Linked DNA regions of Mus musculus: region 2 is linked to region 1. The links are chromatin contacts, called in public promoter capture Hi-C maps. All regions are on one chromosome and are shown on one strand. Each heading gives the region's core, a stretch centred on a gene start, on an enhancer-like site or on the middle of the called end of the contact. The rest is flanking DNA. Distances are from core to core; before and after follow the strand shown.

Region 1 (7,366 bases), core at 4,792-7,291:
GTTGGATTGAATGTTCTGTACTGTTTAGATTTCAAGGTGTAACAGCAGAGTCTATGCTGCAATGTGTGCCTTGTTCCTAAAACTACCCCCAGTGAAATGATGCAGTCGGTCTTACGCAACATTGCCCAATGTCAGATAAAGAATCCGCTTAAGAACTCAGTCCACTGACAGTATCTTCTCCTATGCTACTTATTTGGCAATTTTTGTATTTTCAGTGCATCCTCTCTTCTTCCATATACTGTTTCCCATTTTTATATCTAGATGAAATATTCTTATACAATAAGTACAGTCTTCAAACCAAGCGCATAACACAAACCTTTTTATTGGGAATAAGGTCTTATTCCTTATTATCACGCAATTTGGAAGGCAGTCAGTCTTGGAAAACATTAACATGCTAATATTATTTTTTAAATGTTTACATATATGTATATATGTATGCATTGTTTGTCTATACATAGGTATGTGCATGACATGCATGCCCCGTGCTCATGGAAACTGATCCATTGCAACTGGAGTTATGGATGATCATAATCTACTATGTGGACTCTGGAAATCAAACTCAGGTCTTCAGTAAGAGCAGCAAATGTTCTGAACCATTGAGCCTGCCTTAATATTATTTTTATGTTAACACAAAAATATTAAAATATTAACTTTAAAAGAACTGCCAGGGCTGGCGATCTGGCTAGGTGGTTAGGAGGAATGACTGTCCTTCCAGAGGACCAGGCTTTCATTCTTAGCAAACAACAGGTCAGCTCACAAACGTCTATATCTCCAGTTCCAGTGAATCCCAATGTACAAACATGCAACAAAACACCAATGTATATAAAAGTAGTTTTTCAAGAAATTTAGAAAAGAATGCTTTTACTGCAATATTTCAATTTCTCCTTTTCTCTCCAGGCCTCTTCTCAGTTGCCCAATCCCAAAAAGCTTCTCAATATTTGTTATTGCCAATCCCAGAAAGGACATAAAACTGTCCAGGTGAACTTCCACAATTCATAAGCAGGTTCCTCTAACTCTAGTGTAACTGAGTTTAGCATTTAAAAATGATTGTTTACTCAAAAGGTTCACTAAACCTCCTCCCAAGCCGTTGAACAATGGGCTTTGTTTACTCAAAGTAACACAGTCTTCAGAGGTCACTCTCAAGCTCTAAGTTCAGACTAGAGCCAAAAGAAAAGCTGGACTTCAATCCTGAGAGAAAAGGCCCTAACAGGCCAACTCACCTGTCTTGTCTTAAACCAGGAATGTGCAAGCCCAGCGCACAGAGTTGTAATCACTGCAAATAGCAAAAGTACAAACAAAACCCTGCAAGTCTCAGAAGCTCAGGGAACTCAACACCTGCAAGCAGGATGGATTCCTTTCTGTTTAAAGGGGACCGTGCACAACATGGGATAAGAGATGCAGGAAATCAGAGACCTGGAGAGCCGCTGAGCTAACAAATAACACACAGTCTATCTCTCTGATCTCCAACCTTAACAATTTACACAAAGCATCAGGAATGACTTTAGACCTGACCTTACTGTACATGTGTCAGCAAACCTATTTCTATGTAATCGTGAGGATTAATGCAAACAAAAACCTAAATAATGAGACGTTACCTTCAAAAATGGATCCCAGTTCATATCTTCCACTGAAGAAGTGTGGTAAGGAAAACACCAGCGCTCCCAGGCCTATCATAAAGGATGCAAAGGCGAGCCAGCGAGGTTTGTGTCCTCTCTCCCCAAAGAAAGACACAAATAGAGATAACACACAAAAGGAGATGTCGTAGCTCGATGATATCAGGCCTGTCAGTGAGCTTTTCATTTCATAACGCTTCTCAATGGTGGAGATGCTAATGTTTACCAGGCCGTTTACTACAATACCTGGAAAAGAACAAATGCCTTATTATAGCTTTACTACATGCATCCCATTCGTGAGGAAGAACACTGGGCTTTGCTTCATTGTTTCTTCTACTTTTTCTTTTTCTTTTTTCTTGGAAATTTTCTTTATTTACATTTCAAATATTATCCCCTTTCCCGGTCCCCCCTGAAACCCCCTCCCCCTGCTTCTACAAGGGTGTTCACCTGCCCATCCACTCCCCGAACTTGCCCTGGCATTGCCCTACACTGGGGCATCAAGCTTTTACAGTACCAAGGGCCTCTTCTCCTATTGATGCTAGACAAGGCCATCCTCTGCTACATATACAGGTGGAGCCATGGGTCCCTCCATGTGTACTCTTTGGTGGGTGGTTTAGTCCCTGGGAGCTCTGGGGGCTCTGGTTGGTTGATATTATTGTTCTTCCTATGGGGCTGCAAACCCCTTCAGCTCCTCCAGTTCTTTCTCTGGCTCCTCCACTGGGGACCTTGTGCTCAGTCCAATGGATGGCTGTGAGCATCTACCTCTGTGTTTGTCAGGCTCGGCTTCAGATGTGTCTGAAGTATCAAAGTTAGGCCAGTCCAAACATGCTTCCTCCAGAGCCATTTCGCCTTTCACATTATAAAATGTCACGTCTTCAGGTATTTACAAAAGCAATGCCTACTGCATTACTGTGTACTAACTTATGGCTATTTGTCTAATTTCACTTTTCTCTAATTTACCAACATAAGCCAGACTGGTAAAGTCCCATGAAACCAGTGTGCTAGAGAGATCTTAAGTTCATTCAGGACACTCCTCTCCACAAAACTCTCTGGAAAGAGCAAATACTAGAATCACACAAATGGGCATGACTGCCAGGTTCAATTACCTCCATAGTCTCAGCCATATTTATCTGTAACTTCAACTCACCCTGAATTAAGTTCAAGAAGAGGAAGCTGAGCCCTCAAGCCTTTTCTTCTAACACTTTCACAAATGCTAAAGCCTCCTTCACGCACTTTGAGATATGGTTCTTTGAAGTCCCTTGACTCACCTAGAATCAACAATCTTACTGGCTTGGGTACTCAGGTGCTGGGAATATAGGTTGGTTCACCAGGACCATTTTAGATGGATGATTTCAAAGAGCCAGGATTAAAAATAAACAAAAACGTGGGCATCGTTTTGACCACCAATGTTCTACATCATATTCAAAGTAAAATATGGAAGAAAAGGCTATGTACAGTCCACCTGCCTCTACTAAGAGAAATGAAGGACTAGCAGGTAAAGAAGGCTGAGTGAGTGTCCAGTGGTGACTGATATCAAGATGTCCTAAGTTAAATCCATAGGAACAGAAATGTGAAGATAAGTGAAAATCCAAAAGCAATGAAAAGTTTTCGCTGATTATGCTTATGAGTTACTATGTATTATGTTCATCATTCACTGGGGTGAACATAAACATTTCATAATATCAACAGTCTGTACTTTTGCTTTATCAAGACTGTGACTGAGCCAGGCGTGGTGGCGCATGCCTTTAATCCCAGCACTTGGGAGGCAGAGGCAGGCAAATTTCTGAGTTTGAGGCCAGCCTGGTCTACAGAGTAAGTTCCAGGACAGCCAGGGCTACACAGAGAAACCTGTCTCAAAAACAAACAAACAAACAAACAAACAAAAACAAAACAAACAAAACAAAACAAAACAAAAACAAAAACAAAAAACAAAAAAAGACTGTGACTGAAAATATACTTTAACAAAATTGATATCATACCTTTCAAGGTCCTAAAATCGTGTTTGTCTGTGGCTCCTTTTAGAGACTATAAACCAGTGAGCAATTTGAAGATTGTAAAATGAAATGTGCAAAGCACCTAAAAACGACTTTCACAAAGACATAGTTACCTGATAACATGAAACATTTCTCACCCAAACGCCAAAGGTCAACCTTCCAATATACCTACTATAACTCTAATTAAAAATTAGTCACACTAGGCCTGATGATGCATGCCTTTAATCCCAGGATGTGGGGTCTCTGTGAGTTAGAGGCCAGTCCGGCCTACAAAATGAGTTCCAGGATATCCAGACTACACAGAAAAAAACTTTTACAAATAAGTAAATAAATAAAGTGAAAATGAAATAAAAATAAATAATAAATAGTCACAGATATCACTACTTTTACAGTAGACCTTCATTTTGCAAATATCTATAAGAAGATACACAATACACATCCAGCTACTGAAACCTCAATTTGGGCATAAACTAATATATTGGGGTATTTTCTTCTCAGGTTATTTTTCTTAAACTAGAGTAAATGATGCTTTAAACTGAAGTAGACACAATTTTCCCTCTGAGAGTACCAATTCTTTTCAATAATAGTTTAAAACAATAGTTTATGTTGAATATAAAATCTCTTGGAGTAACAGACATCGCAGAATAAAATCTAAGGTAAAACACAAGGTATATTTTATTTTTTAATTCTATACAGCTCTAGCAACTATCCTCTACTATCATTACTTTGGGATTAACTACAACCAAGATCAACTAGAATGAAACCATGTTGCAATAAGGAAAGGAATTCAACTACAGCAAAAACCTTCAGGAAAAGGAGCTGAACCCTACTTAGGGTCAACAAATATTTACCTAGCACCCAGAGGGTGAAGAAAGAAAAGAAGAAGAGGAACTGGGTGTCTTGAAGTAGGGGAAACAGAAATAAAATAAGAACAGGAGATGAGAGACTTCAATTTAGTTTTCTATTAATTTAGCAGAGAAACATTTCCAGTAACCCTCCACTGACTCTTGGGTTTCATTCCTTTCAACCTATCCTTGACTATTACAAAAAGTTTGGGATTATACCAAAAATGTCTGCATACCAAATTCAACTTAAATTTCATCAGGTCCTTCAAACTGTTCCACTTTTAGCCCATCCCTCCTCAGATAGTCTTCTTAGAAGAACTTCCCCTTCATTCTATCCCTTGAGTTGAAAGCAAACCCAGCAACTTCAACTTCTTCCTTTCTGCTTCCTTTTCAAAAAACACCTCCCTCGCTCCCTCCACCACACTCAAGGAACCTCCGTTTAGATTGTAAACTCCAGGGGGGATAAATCTTGGCTTAATCTGCTAGTCCCAAGGGAGTTTAAAAGGGCTCCTAGAACAAACAGACACTCGATAACTCCTGAGACTGAAGAGCTGATTAAGGTTCACCCTGCACAGCTGGAAGCCTTCTCTCATTTACTCACAGGACTGCGCTTGTCCCCACATTCTCAAATATCGAGAAAATAAGATTACCTACATCTAATCTACGCTACATAATGTAAGTACTTCTATCCTCGTTCCTCCTTTTGGAAAATCAGTCCACTCCTATTTGCAAAGCCTTTAATCCTCCCTCTGTAAAAACAAACAAATAAACAAATCCCTTCCCTAGATCTCAGTTAGATAGTAGGGTTTTAAAACACAGACTATGACTTATCGTTTTCCCAAAGGAGGATTCTCAGAACCTTCCCTAGAGGAATCCACTCTGCTAAAATGAGGCAGAACACAAAATTAGTAAAAATGCTAAGGGGGAGGGGGGAGGTGTGTTAAAATATGGACCACTCAGAATGTGGCGAACACCCGCAGGCAAGAGCGAACACCCGCAGGCAAGAGCGTCTTCAAGTTCCAAACCCAGGCATGGGGAAGTGGGGGTGGGGGGTTACCTAGAGCAGAGTCAAAGACCCGAACAGTTGGTGGGTTCCCCTGCACCTGCCTCTTTCTCTCCCCAAGCTTGACCCCACCCAACCATCAGCTCAGCCAAAGACCCCCAGAAGCTGGCGCTGGACTTTACCTTGCGTTAGGGCTAAGAGACAGTAGTGAAGCAAAAAGCCTTGGGGGGTGTTGCAGCGCTGGAGACACTGGGGGTGAAAGCCCCTCCACCCGCAAGGTCCCTCCTCAAGCTCGCTTAGCTGTGACCCCGGCGGCTCATCAGAAGCTGGGGGATTCGAAGAAGGCGGGGATGGCTCAGTTGACTTCTGAGGCTCCTCAGATTCCCGAGGCTGCGAACCCCCATTCTGATTCCTGGAGGCCACAGCAGAGACCTCCACCTGGGAGGGCGAAGCAGACGCACGGCGTGGGGTGCCTGGGCTGGAAGGGACGAAAGCCGGGTTCTCTATTCCTTTGGAGCCCTGCATGGTCAAGAAAGGTTCTCTAGACTCCTGTGTGAGTACGATCGGCAAAGGCTGGTTTCTTTTCTGGCTCCGCCCCTGGGCAGGTGACAGCGCCCTAAGGCCGGACTAGTCTCCGCCTCCCGGCCCTCCCCATCTGTCACTGCACGGTCACCGCAGCTACCCGGACACTCCCGGACCTCCGGGACCTAGGCACCTCGAGGTGTCAGCGCTGCTCTGCTCTACACCGGTCGCCCCAAGCGACAACCACAATGCTCTGTGTGGGAGTGAGACCCGGCCTCCGCCAGGTGAGAGAACAGGGCGACACTATCTCGTATGCGAGGGCGCCACTTTCAGGGATCTCAGCACAGCGGTTTTTTGTTTTTTGTTTTTCATTCTGAGCCCAGGGACCAGGAAGTGGCAGAGACTGTGGGAGTCAGTGGGCCAGCGTTCCCCCTGGGTAGGCGTATGAAAACTGCAAACACCGTTGCATCAGGAGACCTTTCAGGAAGACCTGCCTTTGCTTTTTCCTCTGCTGCTAATTTGAAGCAAGAGTCCTCTGCTCCCAGAATCAGGCTGCACTCAGGTATACTGCTTTGAATTCCATGAAAACAATAATAGTACTTTTACCTGCCAACCTTCCTAGAAACAAATCTTTCCTCATCAGCTACATTCACAAGGCAACATAGCCTTCCTTTTAGTTTTAGTTTCTCCAAACTGAAGGAATGACAAAACTTTGAAAACACATCCATGGCATTCTCTGGTGAAAGTGATGAACATTATGTAAAAAATGTGCAATATGAAACAAGAAAACTGATTGAAAACATTGATACAATTTTATGATTGACACTCATTCCAGTCTCTTTATTTACTAAGTCACTGATCATCAGGATGTATTTATTTCCCGTATGCTAAACACTGTTGGGAGTCTGGAAGAGTCTACTCACCAGGACAAGCTGGCAAATACCTCAAACACTGTGCTGCTCACAGCCCAATAGGAAGCAATCCCTAAGAATGCATACACAGAGTACTCTATAAGAATACCATAAATTCTCTCTTATAAAATCTTTTTTTTGGGGGGGGGGATTGTAAATTTTGTACTTAGTGAGTTGAGTGATTGCGATGTAAGCCACATATATGACTTTGAGGAGTCAAAAAGTAGTCTGGATTGCCACTGGACCTGGACGAGCAGAGAGAGGTAAGGACTGCTGTGTTCACTGTTATTGGCCTTTAAGTGAGTGTAATTGCTGTTACATACGCTTCACACATTGAAGAATCTGTGCCCCAAGGAGAACCAAAATCCCTCCCAAGGCAGCACACTGACAATTCATGTAGGGAACTGGAACTTAGTTTTCGCACTATCTCATTATCTGTCTTTTAATTACCTCAGCCTACATGTAATGGTTAGATTAT
Region 2 (7,195 bases), core at 2,379-4,878, 1.3 Mb after region 1:
TAGTGTACTCATATAAATAAAAATAAATAAATCTAGAAAAAAGAAATGTAAATAAATAAGCAAGGGAGAGAAAGAGAGAAAGAGTGAGAGCGAGCAAGCGAGAGAGAGAGAGAGAGAGAGAGAGAGAGAGAGAGAGAGAGAGAGAGAGAGAGAGAGAAGCAGGCTGGAAAGGTCATGCAGTGTAAGTATCACTCCTCCATGGCCTTTATGTCATTTCTTGTGTCCAGGATCCTGCCTTGAGTTTCTGCCCTGACTTCCCTCAGTGTGGAATGTGAGCTGAGAGTCGTAAGATGAAATAAACCCTTTCTTCCTCAAGTTGCATTAGGCTGTGATATTTTATCACAGCAACAGAAACGCTGACTAAGACATGAATTGATATCAGACGCAGGATCTTGCTGTGATAGGTCTGACCATGATTGGAGAAGAATTGTGAAGATCCTTTAGAACCTTTGGCTAGAAAAACCACTCGGTGTCCAAATGCTAGTGGGTCATTGTGAGAGCTTGGAAGATAGGAATGTGGAGAGCAGTACAGAAGACAGAACCCAGGTGTGATAGTTTGAATGAGAATGGCCTCATAGTTTTGAATTTGAATACTTGGTCCCTAGTTGATAGAACTGTTTGGGAAGCATTGGGAGGTGTGGCCTTGTTGGAGGAGGTGTGGCCTTGTTGGAGAAGGTGTGGCACTGGAAATGGGCTATAAAGCTTCAAAAGACCCAGGCAATTCCTAGTGCTCCCTTTCTGCCTTGTGATTGTAGATCAAGATGTGAGCTCTCAGCTGTTTCTGTGCTTAGACATAATGGACTCAAATCCTCTGGAACTGTAAATTATGTTGAACATTCTCTCTTGTAAGTGTTTTATCATAGCAATAGAAAAAAATAACTAAGATACCTGGCTTATTAAGTTGTATGTGGAAGTTCAGATTCTGTTAATGTTGAGTAATATTTTAAGTTAATAATTTGTGGTTCTAGTCAGCTGGGGGATGAAGAATCAGCAAGCAGCAAGAGAACAGAACCATAAAGTGAAACCTTTGCTCTGTTGGACTACTGATATTACTCAGCTATGGCTGAAGTAAATCAGCTGTGACTAAGAAGGGACCAGCATCACTGAGGCAACATTTATTTTGGAAGTAGTTTCCTGTGGTAGGCACATAGAAGCTGTGGTCCAGAGAGGTCCAAGATTAAAATTCATGTTGGTATCTGAACTTGGTAATGTGTAAGAGTTTACCAGGTGTTACCAAATTTGAAGGTGTGGAAAGAGTCAGAGAGAGTGCCTGAAGCTTGGCACTGTGAAAGGCCAGGAGAAGCCATTGGTGAAAGTGCAGCCTCAATTGTAGCAGAAATCCCAGCATTTTGGAGATGTCAGTAGCCTCAGCATATGTCCCAGGACAGAGCAAATGTGGAGTGGATCTGACCTGATCCTGTGAGACAGGCGGCACATGCTGTGGAATGCAGAGCTGGAGAGGAGCCACCTAAACCCTTTGAGGCCAGAAGATCAGGAGTCCCAGAACTGACACTGAACTCTGTCCTGTTGGACTTGACAATGTTGCTTTTCTTTGATTGTGACTATGCCCTCCCTGTGTCTTCCCTCTTGAAGTAAGAATGTATTTACCTTCTTTTGTGATTTTTCCAGAGCCCACAATTGAGGCACCTGGTATACTTTAGACACACTTTGAACTTTGAACTTTGCCAAATGCTAAGACTCGAGTGTTTTAAAGGGAATGGATTTTGAAAGTATTTGAATTTTTAAAGACTCTGGGACTTTTAAAGCCCAGGATGTATTTTTATATCAAGATACTGCTATTCATATGAGAACTCCAAGGTGAACAAGAAAGGAAAGGTTATGGTTTGATAGTTATGCATTTGTGTGTCAAGCTGACAAGGGTCAGTTGTGTGTGTGTGTGTGTGTGTGTGTGTGTGTGTGTGTGTGTGTGTGTTTATTAACTTGAAGCAAACTTGTAATGAGGGAACAGAGTGAGTGCCAGGACAGCCAGGGCTACACAGAGAAACCCTGTCTCAGGAAAAAAAAAAAAAAAAAAAGAAAGAAAGAAAGAAAATACCTCCATAAGAACAACCTGTTTGGAAACCTGTGGAGAATTGTCTTGATTAGTGATAGATGTGGGCAGCACTAGCCCGGGGCAGGTGGTTCTGAGCTGTATAAAAAGGCAGGCTGAGCAACCTGTGGGGAAGAAGGCAGTAAGCCGTGGTTCTAGGTGGTGGTTGACCTTCCTATTGCTGCAGCCCTTAAACAGGTTCCTCATGCTGTGGTGAACTGCCACCCACCAACCATAAAAGTCCTTCCTTCCTAACTGTAGTCTTGCTACTGTGTCGTAAGTCCCTGATATGCAAAGACTTAGAGGGTTGCAGCTCACAAGTTGAGAACCACTTAGCATAGTGTCTGTGGCCTCACTTCCTGCCACCAGGTTCCTGCCCTGACTTTCCTTAGTTACAGGAGTATAATTTGAGGCTTGAAAGATGAAATAAACCCTTTCCCTTCCCAAGCCAGGTTTGGTCATGGTGTTTTATCACACCAAACTCTAAGACAAGAGGCTTGGATACGTAACAGTGTAACATCTCTTTTTGTGAACCTTTGCTTTTCTTTTCTAAATTTCTCTCTCTTGGGTGTGTGTGTGTGTGTGTGTGTGTGTGTGTGTGCATGCTTGAATGTGGTGACCTATGGAGATGGCATTATTCTTTAAAGGTCATTTTCCTTGATTTTTGAAACAGGGCCTCTCATTGGCCTTGTATGTCAATTGACCTAGCTTGCCAAACACTCTAGGCTGACCGACCAGTGAGCCACCAGAATCCTCCTGTCTCTACCTCTCCAGTGCTGGAATGAAGCTTTCAGCCCAGCAGAGTCAAGTTTTTGTGGTTACTGTTGTTACTTTGTTCTGTTTTTCCTGTGAGTCCTAGGGACTGAACCCAGGTCCTCGTGCTTGGAAAACAAGTGCTTCAGCGACTAAGCTCTCTCCCTCTGGCCCCTTAGTTCTCCCTTTAAGAGTTCAGTTTTCTTTCAGAATATGACTGAGAAAGAAAACATACTGTATTTTAAAAGGATGAATCCATTCAATTCCATTGCTCATCAACATTGTATGCTATCTATAAGTGCAGAGAGGATCTTGGCCTGGGGGAACAAGAGCCAGAGCAATGGGTTAGACATCTCTGTGTAAAACCTGCCCTCCTCCTTTCCATCTCTACAGATTCAGGCAACTTCTGTGCTCCTCTTTTATATACTCAATTGGAAAATGGAGCTAACAATAAGAACTAATTATGTTTTGGGCAAGAGTAAATGAGATAATACACTTAGAGGGCTGATTAAATGAGATGATACATTTAGAGGACCCCACAAGTGACTTTGTGAAAAGGCATCTAGTAAGTATATATTCTAATAGTAGGTTACATGAAATATTGATATCATTATGAAAGTGAGACCTTCCTATCCATCTGTTCCATGTAAGAATAATTATTAACTATGTAACCAAAACATACACCAAGCCTCTTTCCACATTAGAAGAAGAGGAAGTGACTTCAATTAGAGACGAGAGAATTGTTCTGAGTATTTGCTAGAGGAAATGAAGCTGAATGCTATATAAGGAAATGGTCTTTGAAAGGAGAGAGACCAGAGGAAATACAGCTCGAGGAAGGCATTTCTACAGCTTATGCCTAAAACACAGCGCCTGGAGTAGTAGCTTGAATGTTTCTGGACTCAAGGAATCTCAGAAGTAGACCTACAGGGAGGCAAGATAGTTTCTCACTGCCTGTTCTATCACCATGGATGGCATTATCTCAGTGTGGGCTACTGAACGCTGGTGATATCTAGGCAGAATCCAGGAACTCAGTAAGTCGAGGAACAGAGGCCTCTCACGAGGGGTGAGTTGACTATTAAATAAGTCTCTTCAGTCACGTACCTTTACTGAAATATTTTTATCTTCTGTAATCCCGTAGCCTTCAGGACCGAAAGATTTAAACATGTCAGCCTTGTTTCTGGTATAGAATAAATGTTGTAGGTAAAACAGTGTTTCATCCATGCAACAGAATAGTTAATTTTGGAATGGAACAATACTCCTTCCTTACGCTTAGGCAGTGACTAAACAGAGTAAGAGTCTGAAAAATTTTGAAGGGTAGAATAAGAATTACACTCTGTAAACCAGAACAGGAGTTTGCTTGAGGGCTCTGGTCTTTTTGATTTAGGTGTAAGGCGAAATAATTTACTGAGAGTAACTATGACAGGTGTGAGTTAGGTGCCTTGAGACACATTTCCAAGCAGCTGCTGTACAATAGGGAGTCAATTAGAGTTAAATAAAAGAATTGCTGAGCAGCACTTGGTCCCCAACTGAAGAATCCAATCCAATGCAATTAAAGGAAGACAAAGAGAGAGGGCAGGGGATGGAGAAAGGTAGGGAGGCAAAGGCAGAAAGAAGAGAGAGAGAGGCTCTGGACAAGTGAAGGTGAAGACATGGGGAGTCTTTTTGGAAGAGCTCAGTTTAAATCTTAAGAGCAGATGTTGTCCTTTGGGATTACATCGACATTGAAGAGGGAGGTTATCACGGTGTGGTTTCCAGTTGTGAACAGGGAGAAGGAGCTTATGTCAGCCATGCATTTAAGTAATTTTTTCAAACATAGAATAATCTAAAATAAACCGACAAAGTCTATTGAACAAGCAATTAAGTTACTTAATGGTCTGTGCCCCTGTTTAATTGGCTCGTTTCTGAAGATACTCTAACTGTAGGTTATAGGCAATTTTAAAGGGATAATAGATATAATGAAATCAGTAGCAGGAATATGAAAAAATTAAATACAATTAACCAACTGAGCTATAAGGTGATAATTAAAATCATTCATTCATTTAAAGGTGGGATAACTTTTATGCCTTATTGTTCCTATCTGCTACGTTTTACTTTTCCTAATCTCAGAAGCCAGACTATGGGTTTATGTAAGTGGGCTGAAAATAGACATGAAAATAATCAAAGGAAATAGTTTACTTCACATTTCTATTTTTATGGACTGCCAGGGCCAGAAGGGCATTGTATGTATACCCCAAAGACCACATCGCAGAGCGTGGAAGCAGGTCTTGGTTCACGCTAGAGACTTTCATAGATGACTTGTGACCTGGAACTTGGCCATCACTTATTCACTCACCATAGCTACTGATGGCACCAGAATTTTAAGAGCAGTGCTTCAGAGTTAAATCATCATAGTAATGAACAGCCGATTAGCAGAAAGCTGTGCGCATGCTCCAACTCTCACCTACAGCTAATTTCCTTGGGGGCGAAAGCAGGTAGGAAACAGAGTGCTGGAGAAGGTGGAGGGGCATCAAAGGCATGCCTCTGTGTCATATTCTTCTCTGTGCCTGGAAATGCTGAGGCTTTTCTACAATTCCTTTCCCTGTGTAATGTTTTTTTAATCTTAAAATTATTATTAAAAAACTATTATCATCAAGGAAAAATAGCATTTCACGAAGGCTTTATATTTCACCTAGAAAAATCCACTATAAGGAATAAATAGGACTAATTCAAAAGGTATCATAGAAGGAGAGGTACACCGTTACAACATGACTATCGGGATCATCATGAGTTTTTAATCTATGTTATTTTTTTTTTTGTTTTATGATACATAAATGATATAAATGCATGTGTTTATAACTAGATATATGATTATTCTCTCTTTTTCTTAACAGAAGACAGTATCGTTTTATACTTGTGGAAATGGCCACAATCCTATTCATCTTACAGTTATGGAGGACAGCCATCCACAACAACTTTCCTGGGTAAATTGCTTTTGCCAGTCCTATGTTCCTGCTTCAGGAATTTGAAGAGCTTCTGTGAGCCTTTTCTAGTTCCCAATAGACATCGACATTCCATGGGTCTTGGCTCCCCTGCCTACATTCTCCAAGTACATCACCCCAACCGCTGCTTCCAAGAAAATCTGTATTTCTGATCTTTTTCCTCTCTGTAACAAAGTCCTGTGGGACTACATTGGGCTGACACGGGTATATAATCGAGAATAATCATGCTTTTATAGCCCCTCTAATTTACTGAGACCTTCAAATAATTCTTTGCTGTAATATAATCTCGAGTGCTGATTAGTAGAGCATGGATATCTGGAGAGGCTGTTCTTCAGCTTATCACAGACTATTATGGTCATTATTGTAGACCTTGCTATTAGTACATTTTAGTACCAGGAGAAAAACACATGCTGAGTTTAATTTTTTTTAACCCCATTTTACTCAGTCTGCAAAACAAGAACTACTCCCCGATGAACAGCTCTTACCATGTGAGGGAACAAAACATTAGTAACCAATAGAATTGATTATCACCAAGGGTCATTGTTATTTTATGTATCAATAAATTTTTAAAGAGCATTGTTAATAAGCTTATTTTCTACCTAATGTAAGAGACATTGCAATTCTATGCATGTTGAGATAAAATAAAAGTGTCTTTTTTTCTTTTTTGATACAGGGTCTCCCTATACAATATCTAACCTGGGCTGGCCTGGAACTCACTAGGTAAAGCAAGCTAACCTAAGTCAGGGATTCTCTTGGTTTTGCTTGAATTAAAGTCATCTGCCACCATGCCTATTTAATACATAAGTATTAAGCAGGCAAAACCTTGCTGCTATGTTTTCTGAAGACTATCTAGCTCAGAGATGGCTCACAACACTCCTTTCAACATTACGGGTATTGTGATATTTTGATTTGCAATGATTTTTGACATGTTCCTTCCAAAGTCGGACTTTCCAACATTAATCTCCAAAGCAGTGCATGAGCAAGGTGGGGACTTCAGTGCTGTTTAGTTCTTGAGGCTTACGCTCTGAGAAATTGATTACTATACCTTTAAAAGATGTTGGATTTTTGGAGGGGTTGTTCTTTCCTCTTCTCTTTTTCCACAGAAGAACACAGGGCTCAGTGCCCCTTTTTCCTGCTTTCTCCTGTATGATAATGAAATTGCAAAGGCCACATCAGATCCTAGAGGCTTATTCTTGGACTTCCCAGACTCTAGATTTATAGTAAATATTTTCAGTTCTCTTTTAATCAACCAGTCTGCAGTTAACAGTAGAAAAGGAACCACGTGATGGTTTGAATAGGTGTGGCCCCAATAGAGTCATGTGCTTAAATGTTTGACCATAGGATGTGGCACTGCTAGAAGGTGTGGCTTTATCGGAGGAGGTGTGGTCTTGTTGGAGGAAGTTTGTCACTGTGG

Evidence for each region. Promoter capture Hi-C pulls out the DNA fragments that hold promoters and counts their contacts.
Region 2: a contact with region 1 is called in a promoter capture Hi-C map of neutrophils, with 5 times the contacts expected there. The contact joins the promoter of 1810006J02Rik here to the promoter of Slco4c1 in region 1. A contact is called at or near these places in 4 of 39 promoter capture datasets (hippocampal neurons, liver, neutrophils and 1 more).

The regions. Positions count from the first base shown.
Region 1 is chr1:96,866,130-96,873,495 of GRCm38.p6, forward strand. It overlaps Slco4c1 (solute carrier organic anion transporter family, member 4C1), which reads right to left and starts at 6,042. Exons shown (of 13, transcript NM_172658.3): 1 at 5,638-6,042; 2 at 1,596-1,859. The coding sequence starts at 5,980. It overlaps Panct2 (pluripotency-associated noncoding transcript 2), which reads left to right and starts at 4,997. Exons shown (of 4, transcript NR_131964.1): 1 at 4,997-5,127; 2 at 6,061-6,261; 3 at 6,356-6,539.
Region 2 is chr1:98,127,839-98,135,033 of GRCm38.p6, forward strand. It overlaps 1810006J02Rik (RIKEN cDNA 1810006J02 gene), which reads left to right and starts at 3,629. Exons shown (of 3, transcript NR_040439.1): 1 at 3,629-3,866; 2 at 5,674-5,763.